Linked DNA regions of Bos taurus: region 2 is linked to region 1. A link is a contact called in public Hi-C data. All regions are on one chromosome and are shown on one strand. Each heading gives the region's core, a stretch centred on a gene start, on an enhancer-like site or on the middle of the called end of the contact. The rest is flanking DNA. Distances are from core to core; before and after follow the strand shown.

What was found. A called contact is a pair of places that touch in the nucleus more often than the background predicts.
Region 2: a contact with region 1 is called in a Hi-C map of liver, with 2.5 times the contacts expected there. The contact joins two enhancer-like sites. A contact is called at or near these places in 3 of 11 Hi-C or Micro-C datasets (liver and skeletal muscle).

The regions. Positions count from the first base shown.
Region 1 is chr4:69,593,673-69,598,243 of ARS-UCD2.0, forward strand. It overlaps SNX10 (sorting nexin 10), which reads right to left. Exons shown (of 7, transcript NM_001075375.1): 5 at 4,499-4,571. Among named protein-coding and RNA genes, the nearest start is that of SNX10, 59 kb to the right of the region's middle. Within about 2 kb of position 2,094, at least 5 of the 102 cell types and tissues checked have an H3K27ac peak or open chromatin away from gene starts, as enhancers often do. A contact at or near this core is called in liver, where this site is marked.
Region 2 is chr4:69,995,085-69,999,655 of ARS-UCD2.0, forward strand. No RefSeq gene overlaps it. Among named protein-coding and RNA genes, the nearest start is that of MIR148D, 48 kb to the left of the region's middle. Within about 2 kb of position 2,602, at least 18 of the 102 cell types and tissues checked have an H3K27ac peak or open chromatin away from gene starts, as enhancers often do. A contact at or near this core is called in liver, where this site is marked.

The DNA of each region.
Region 1 (4,571 bases), core at 844-3,343:
ATTCAGTGAAAGCTGGCACCCACTTGTGATAGCAAAGTGCAAAAAAATAGTAGGAATGCCAGTTTCATAGCTGGAGACTTACCAACAGAGCTTATAATTTAGTCTATAACTTCTTTGTTCATAACTATTAGTAAAAGTGACTTACAATTTAAAATTAGCCAGGGAGGAAATCCCAAAGGGAGATTATACCCAAGACTGAGGAAAAATGAATATATTTGAAAAATTTCACAATCATACCAACTTTAGCTAGCATTTAAGAGTTCTAATTATAAAGCTGCCAGTTCCTGGGATTAATATAGTGCCTCCACCTTTCTTATAATTTCCTTATCTATAAAATTGAGATGAAACTTGACTCCTAATATTGTCATAGGTATTGAGGTAAAACATGTAAAAAGCTAAATGTAGCCAATAAAATGGTATAAATTCCTCTTCTTTGGTACCTCAGCAAAGGAACAACTTTCTAATTTCTCTATGAAGACTGCCTGGCTATGTACTTTGCTATCAAATATGTATTAACTTCACAGATGACCTTAAAATGGAAAAAATACATATTTATATTATAGATACACACCTATGCACAGAAACAGCAGTATTTTGGTTTCAAAGAGGTTGAACATATACAACACTCTTTAACTTCAAAATTTATATAAAAACCAAGTTTTTTAAGAATTCAAAAAGCAGCATGTTTATTTGGGGCACTTATTGGGGAGCCCCCTAATTTCATTCCCCTTCATCATCACCAGTTTAAAAACCAAGTCTTAAAAACACACGCTAAAAAGAGAATTCCCTGGTGGTCCAGTGGTTGGGACTCTGTGCTTCCACTGCAGGGAGTGCAGGTTCAATCCCTGGTCAGGGAACTAGGATCCTGCATGCTGTGTGGTGCAGCCAACAATAATTAAAAATACACGCTAAAAATCTACAATACACAGGCATATTTCGTACTTTAATATTGTGGTGTTTTCTTCTTAAATTCCCAAAGTGCCCTACAAACAAGGAATAGGCTACCGATAGTAGCCTCACTTAACGGGTAACCAACAGAGCCTCAGGGGACCTCAAGGTGGGGTCAGGACACAGATGGCTGAGTTGCACGTTGCATCCAGTTTCCCAAAGTGGGCTCAGGCTGGGGGGACAGAGGGGTCCACGAGAGGCAGAGACATGCAAGGTTGCTATTTCTGCACACACTGGACAAAGAACAGGACTATGTATCAGATTTGAGGGGCACAGAAAAGACGGTGGGGAGGACAGCAGGGGCCACAGCATTCAAGGCCTTTAAGTGAGGACTAAACCAAAGTGTGGTATTAGACTCCTTGTTTCCTTCAGGAGCAGACTACATAGAAGCACCAGCTTTCACGTTTTATGTGAAATTCATCTCTTGGAGACTAATGTTCACAGACCATAACGGGACAAATAACATCACGATGGTGTCTGCTCCATGATTTGACTTCTGGATGACATCAAGATTCAACTTTAATGAATCAAGACATCCCTGATAAGTATGCAGTTGCCTCCCCGCTAGAATGGAAGCTTCAAGAGGACAAGGATATGTGTCTGTCTTGTGCAGTCCTATATCCTCAGTACCCAGCCTGGTCAAAAGCAGTCACTTCATATATTGGCTCACTGAGTCCTTTCCCAACCTTCCTTTGAATGACACAACTACCCGTGAGGCCGGTGGTGTGTGTATTACATTATCACACTTTCCAGCAAACCAAGGCTCACAGGAATGAATGACTTTTCTGAGGTTTCAGAGCCAGAAAACAACCAGGAGCCAAGATTCACAGGAGACCTGGAACCCAATCCCTCCAGCTCCTGACCCAAGACACTTTCCATTATGACCTCTGCGTGAAATTCAACCAGCAAACTGCCAAACAACACAGCATGCAAGAGTAACCTAGAGTAGCTACGCACAGCCCCTCAACAGCCTGCTGACTCTCACACTGGCAGGAATTTGGTTGCCCAATTGTGCAAAGAAAGGTCACGTTCAAAACAATGAAGTAATTCCTGGTCAAAAAAACACAGGCCTTGAGCTTAACAAGCAACATAAGCAAAGAGACACATGGTGTCCTTTGATCTCAAATAAGGACACTTCTCTACAGAAAACACGCAGCTCCCCAAATGCTTACGGAGACTGCAGGATATGACTAGCCCTGTCCGGGACTCACTGGCGATGGCCGGTCTGCAGTTTCCCCCAGCAGCATCTGGAGTGACAGGCCACTCTGCAAACTTGTCTGTGGGGATCAGGTCTTTAGGGAGAGGCCATCAGCCACCTGGGTCTCATATAGACAATTAAAATTGGAGCTATACCCAAAAGGAAAGGGCAGGAAAAACTTGAGCAGGTCTTTGTTGTCATGCCTAGGAAACGCCACAGAACACCACTGTGAGGACTTCTGAGGACTTGGCTCAGTTAGATTCTTCTGTTCTCTTGACATTTTTATTCCTCCATTTCCCGCCCCCACCTTTTTCTTTTCCAGCCCTCCCTCAATTTATAACCTTGGCTGTTTCTGTATGTCTCTATGACCCCTTCAAAGGAAAAGCATGATACCAATCTAATAGAAATAAATATTAATATTCATGTGGATACTTAATACCCAAGCCTTTGATGAGTGAGCCATAGAGAGAGAGAGAGCCAGAGGGCAGTATATTATTTCAGGCTAGCTCGAAGGTGCCGAGTAGAACATTCAAGATGGTTTCAGATCCTGAAGCTAGTAGAAAAAGAGTTCAGGAGACTGGGCCCTGCACTAACTAGTAGTCATAGGACTCAGCTTATTCCCTTATCTATAAATAGGAAGACAGAAAAATTAGCTCAAAGCTATTTCATGTCTAAGTGCATTAAAATAGTGGCTGATACTTGGCTATCACACATTATACTTCAGTCTGTTGTGAGTGCTTTACATTCATTAACTGATTCAATCCTCTTGACAGCCTTATGAAGTAGATACTATTATTACCCCATTTTACAGGTGGGCAAACACAAGCGCAGAGGAGGTAAAAGGCTTGCCTAAATTCCCAGCTAAAGTAGCAGAAGCAGGATTTGAACCCAGGCAGTCTGGCCTCAGAGTCTGTGTGCAGATTAGTGTGTTGTCCCATGGGATGAATATTCCAGTATTACAGAGTAGAAATTAAAAAAAGAGGAATCATAGCAGTGTGAATTCAAGTCACTTTCACTGCAGCACCAACCATAACCAAGTGTTTCAGAGTTAATAACCTTCTGTGTCCATGTGTGCTAAGACAATCAGTTGTGTCCAACTCTTTACAGCGCCATGGATTGTACCTGCCAGGCTTTTCTGTCCATGGGCTTCTCCAGGCAAGAATACTGGAGTGGGTAGCCATTCCCTTGTCCAGCAGATCTTCCTGACACAGGAATTAAACCCATGTGTCTTACATCTCCTGCATTGGAAGGCAGGTTCTTTATCACTAGCGCCACCTGGGAAGCCCTAATAACCCACTAAGACTATTAAAACACCAATAAATACTCCCTTATAAACATTCCCTCCAAAGAGTAGCAACAAGTTATTCACTTAGAGGAGCTCAGAACACTGTTAGCAGCCCACTGTAGAGCTGATGTTGGTATGTCGATCCTAAACGTTGTAAATACAGAGTTTCTAAGAAGTGCTTTTAATAAGGAACATTTGTTTCCTGGCAAATTTTACTCTTGTCAGCTAAACTCCCAAGCAATTTGGCTCTGCTTTATAGCTTAAGGGAGTATATATTTATTATCTGATTCAATTAGTTCATTGTTTTCTTTCTGGAAGGTTTGGTCCTGAATATGCACTGTGTGAGGTGAGCCACAAGATGGTGCTCTAATATAGGAAATGACTGAGCACAGCGCGGCACAAATGGATTTATAGTTCTGAGGAGGATTAGTATTGGCTTCTATTGGCCAATACCTGAAAGTTACTGTAGAGGACTGAATTGTGTCTCCTTGAGAGAGATGTTCTTCTTAAATCCCAGTAACCTATGATCATGACCTTTGGAAATAAGATTTTAGCAGGTGTAATTAAATTAAGGATCTCAAGACAGATGATCCTGGATTTAGGGTGGGCTCTAAATCCAATGATTGATGTTCTTTTGAGAGAAAGGAAAGGAAATCTGAGACACAGAGAAAAGAAAGACATGTAAGGATGGAGGCAGGGGTTAAACTAGCTTCCCTGGTGGTTCAGACTCTGCCTACAATCTGCCTACAATGCAGGAAACCCAGGTTCAATCCGTAGGTTGAGAAGATACCCTGGAGAAGAGAATGGCAATCCACTTCAGTATTCTTGCCTGGAGAATCCCTTGGACAGAGAAGACTGGTGGGCTAAAGTCCATGGGATCGCAAAGAGTCAGACACGACTGAATGGCTAACAATATAGGAAATGAATTACTGAGCATCCCTCCAAAGCAGATTATCAGCATTTTAGAAACAGGAACATTCTCTCCGGCTTGATCACAGGACCCTCAATTCTTACAGAGTGCTGTGCTCGCATCTCCCATCTGGCCACCAGAGTTTCTGCACACTTACTTTCTGAGGAAATCCTCCAAACCCTGACGGCGCTGATCTACATGCTGGCGATTGTTCATGTTGAAAAATAGGT
Region 2 (4,571 bases), core at 1,352-3,851, 400 kb after region 1:
AATGGACCTCACAAAGCAGGGGGTAACCCAGAGCTGGCTTTTGGGGTTTGCAGGTAAGAATAAGGGTAAGGTAAGGGTAAGCTTTCCCTCTGGAGCACCGGGGAAAGACTTCAGGAAAAAGGCGATCCTGGGTAACCGAAAAGGAAATACAGCTACAGCTGGATGGGGAGATAGAAAGAATATAGATGCAGGGTTGTGCATTGGATTAATAGAAACAGCCTGGTCGGAGGGAAGGCTTTCAACTGGGTTGCTGCAGTTAACACTGAAAAATTTCTTGAGTTTCTGCCACCTCCCTCTAAATGCCAATTACACCTGAATCCATTTTCCATAAAAGTGTTGACTGTTGGTTTAGTCTGCATAATCCAAGACAGTCTTCAACTTTATTTCATGCATTTTACAGTAGGCTCATCTGAGATTTCAGATATCTCATAATTTTTGTGTGTATATGTGACTTCAGAAAGAGATGTGAGAAATTATGCTAATAAGAAAGTCATCTCTTATTTTCTTAAATGTCTTTTTTAAAAAAAATATTGTTTTGATGCAGACCATTTTTAAAGTCTTTATGGAATTTGTTACAATATTGCTTCTGTTTTATGTTTCTGTTTTTTGGCTGCCAGGCATGTGGCAGACCAGGAATCAGACCTGCACCCTCTACATTGGAAGGAGAGTCTTAACCACTGGACTCCTAAGGATGTCCCACCTTCTCTTATTTTGAAAAAGGAAAACTTAAATCAATATTTCATCTTTTGTTTATAATGTACATACTCAAATCCTAATTTTTCTTAGGTACTAGTAGCAATGGGTAGGGCTTTTCTGGTGGTTTAGTGGTAAACAATATGCCTACAATGAAGGATACCAGGGTTTGATCCCTGGGTTGGGAAGACCCCCTGGAGAAGGAAATGACAACCCACTCCAGTATTCTTGCCTGAAGAATCCCATGGACAGAGGAGCCTCTTGGGCTACAGTCCATGGAGTTGAAAAGAGTCGGACGTGACTAAGTGACTTTCACTCACTCACTCGGCAATGGGTAAGCACCTGGCAGTAATAGGAAAACCTTGTGTCTGTGTGTGCTAAGTTGCTCCAGTCGTGTCCGACTCTGAGTGACCCTATGGACTGTAACCTGCCAGGCTTCTGTGTCCATGGGATTCTCCAGGCAAGAATACTGGAGTGGGTTGCCGCTTCCTCCTCTAGAAGGTCTTCCTAACCCAGGGATCGAACCCTTGTCCCTTACGTCTCCTGAATTGGTGGGCAAGTTCTTTAGCACTAGCGCCACCTGTGGCAAAGGGAAGCCCTTACATTTTACATTTACAAAACATTTGCATATTTATTATCCCACGTGGGCAGTCATTACCGTTTCAGTTTTTCATTCTTCCTGCTGAGGGTTTTCCACAGAGTTGCAGAGCTAACTAATGGAAGAGCCTACCTTCAAGCCCAGGCCTCCGGACTCCCAGATTACAGCCCTCCCCATCCCTGGGCCACACCACCTGTTTCGACACCGGAAGTATCTCTTGTATTGACCAGGGTAGGAAAACAGCAGTTTTCCACGTGGATGAAAACACAGCTAACTAGGGCATCTCATTCACTGCTGGTGAAAGCATAAATGGACAAGCATTGGAAAAAAGAGTTTGGTGAAATGTATTAACACTGCTCCTCTATACTTTTACCCAGTAATTTTATTTCTAGGAATCTATCCTAAGGAATTAATACTAAGGATATGTGACTAAAGATTTACATAGGAATGTGTTTACTGGAATGCTACTTATAATATCCACCAATAAGAGGTTAGTTAAGAGTATTATGATACATTCCAATAAAAACCTCATTTTGAAGATTATTGGTAGTAAATAAATATTGAGAAGATATTTATGATATAAGATGTAATGAAAAAAGTCAGCATCCAGATAGTGTAGCTACCAGAGGAAAAAAAGAATTTATGGAAATGTTAACAATGCTTAACTGTGGGTGATGAAATTATAAATAATATTTTTAAATTTTTAGTCATTTCTCATGTTCCAAATAGTTCCAATTTTATAGTGAGGAAAAATTCTATTTAACTTTTTAAATATAGTAAAAACAGAGTAAACACTAAAAGCAAATAGTGGTTAGTATTTAAAATCATCATTTTACCTACACTAGTCTATAAACTAGCTCATGTAAAAAGAAAAACAAACAAATGGAGGGCTAATTTGTTATGTTGCCAAGGAGAAGATGATACAAGATTTATGATATAAGATTTGTAATAGAGTGTGTGGTAAATACTTAAAGCTAGAAAATTTTGGCTCCAAACAATTGACTCTGTTGCATGAGCTGAGCCAGTTCCACTAAATGTGCAGGAGCTGGGCTCTAGGAAGCCTTGCTACGAGAACTTCTTGAAAGTTCCTCTACCGGGTAGTCACGTGGTTTCTGCCTTCACTGTCTTTGGCCCTGGCTTGTCCTGTGGGATCAGGAGAAGCAGGCTCAGCCCTGAACAACATCCCCAGCAAGCAAAAGCCCAGAGATAATTTGGGACTTTCTAGGGGGGAAGAAAGAGAAGTACAGACCCAGAGGGAAAGCAGCCGAAGGACTCGGGGTTAACATTCCACTCTGGGAGGAGACTTTAGTCCTTGGAGGGCTTCCAGTCTGAACTTGGAGAATTCATCAACAGGAAAACAAATAGCTGGCGTGCTCTGTATTTACTTTGCCTTTCTCAAGGTTGCAACATAAATTTCCCAACTTTGCTAGCTGTTAAGGCTGAGGAGACATTTTGTGAGTTCAGGGCCTTTCTTCCGGCCTGTGTGACCCACACGTGGAGCCCCGTTTGGGGAAGATCTAGACCCCCTCAGGGTGCAGGGGAAGATGGTGTAGACACTGTTGGACTCTGGCGCCGCACACAGTGTTGGGGTGTCAAGGAGCTGGAGAACTTGAATTCTTCAGACGAGAGCTCCAGGTGGGCTGCTTGGGAAAAAAATCCACTTATGCCACAGGAGTGAAAGCCCTGAGACTTTCTCACGGGGTGAATTTACGGCAGACTGGCCACACAAACTACCCAGTGGTGTTTTAGTGGCGTGGTGTCCGAGGTGTGATGCAGCTGGATCAATTCCTGGCCTTCCTCCACACCACGGAGACATCTGTGCTCTCAGTCCCAGAATTTCCAATTAGCAGAGCAGCTAATGTTGAAAACCACCACATATAATCCAGAAAAAAACTGTCAACGTAACGTTATAAAAATTGAATATGTGTCAGAAGTGGATTTAGATTCTTTAGGTTAATATTATTTTTGCTATTAGGTAATGAAGTGACATTAATTTACTTGTGCTGTGTGATTAGGTTAATTTACTCCAGAATAATCTTGCATTTTAAAAATTAAAAATGGTGGCTCTATCTTCCCATTATCAATCAAAGCAGCAGTAGCACTATAGAAAGCTTCACCATTTTGTACTCAGTTGAGCGCTTATACGCAGTCAGACGAGCAGTAAAGATGACTAATGACCACACTTGGATAGATCTTCATGTTTAAGTACCTACAAATAACTGTCCGTTTGTGAACGGTTAAACTTAATCAATTATTTTTCCTATAGGCAAGATAACCTCTTTCATAAATAAAAATCTACAATTCAGTAGAAATAATATTAGCGTGGCTTAAATCTTATATATAATAATGCCACAGTATGTGAAAACCAAAAGAGGCTCACACACAACACAAGAACGCTTAAGAGTTCATCCTTTTTTTGACCTTCGAAAATATAAGTGCTCTCTCCATGGCTCTATAAATTGTTTAAATCCTTTAATGATTCAAATGTGCTGATAATGTTCCTGCACTCGCTGGAACTGTGGTGCTGTTAATATTTTGAAAATTACTTTAATTAACCTTATTTCATCTTGTAGTAGTTACAGAACACGTTTATATATTTTAAGTACGCATTAATTTGTTTCATCATTAACCTTGGATTCTACCCTTGGTGATTATGGTAATTTATAATTTGGGTTGCATCAGGTGCTAACACATTAGAACAATACACGTTATGGGTCCTGTCAATAGCTTGAGTGGTCAGGATCCTTTCATTTACAGCCTGGAAGAGTGGAAGCAGGGACAGGGGCCATGGTTCAGCAGGTAATCCCAGGGATGGATTTTATATGGCCAGTGATTTTGGTGGAGAAGGAGGGATTCTGAATGGCCAAGCCTGGGACAGACATCCCCCTGCTGTCCACCCCACCTCCTCCTGAGATCAGTGAGGGTGTAATAGACCAAGGGAAAGGAGGAAAATCAGCCGCCAGCCCCCAAACAATGTCAATCATAATAGTTCATCAGATTTAGGTTAAAATATAATGGTGTACTATTAAGAGCATCTGTGTCCCTGCTCAGCTGACAGATTTCCCTCCTCTGTTCCTGTCTTTTCTGACACATCCAGAAATCTAGTACCACTGGCATAGGAGTCTTGGATTTTTACATCTGCCCCCCAATTTGTCACAACTTTCAAAAACCCAGGTTTCATCCCTCACCGGTTCTTTTGGATATCCCAGCACTATCCAATTCAAGACATCCTGCTGTGGGCCCCGTGGGCACCATGAGCCACAGGGACGCCAGGCTCCCT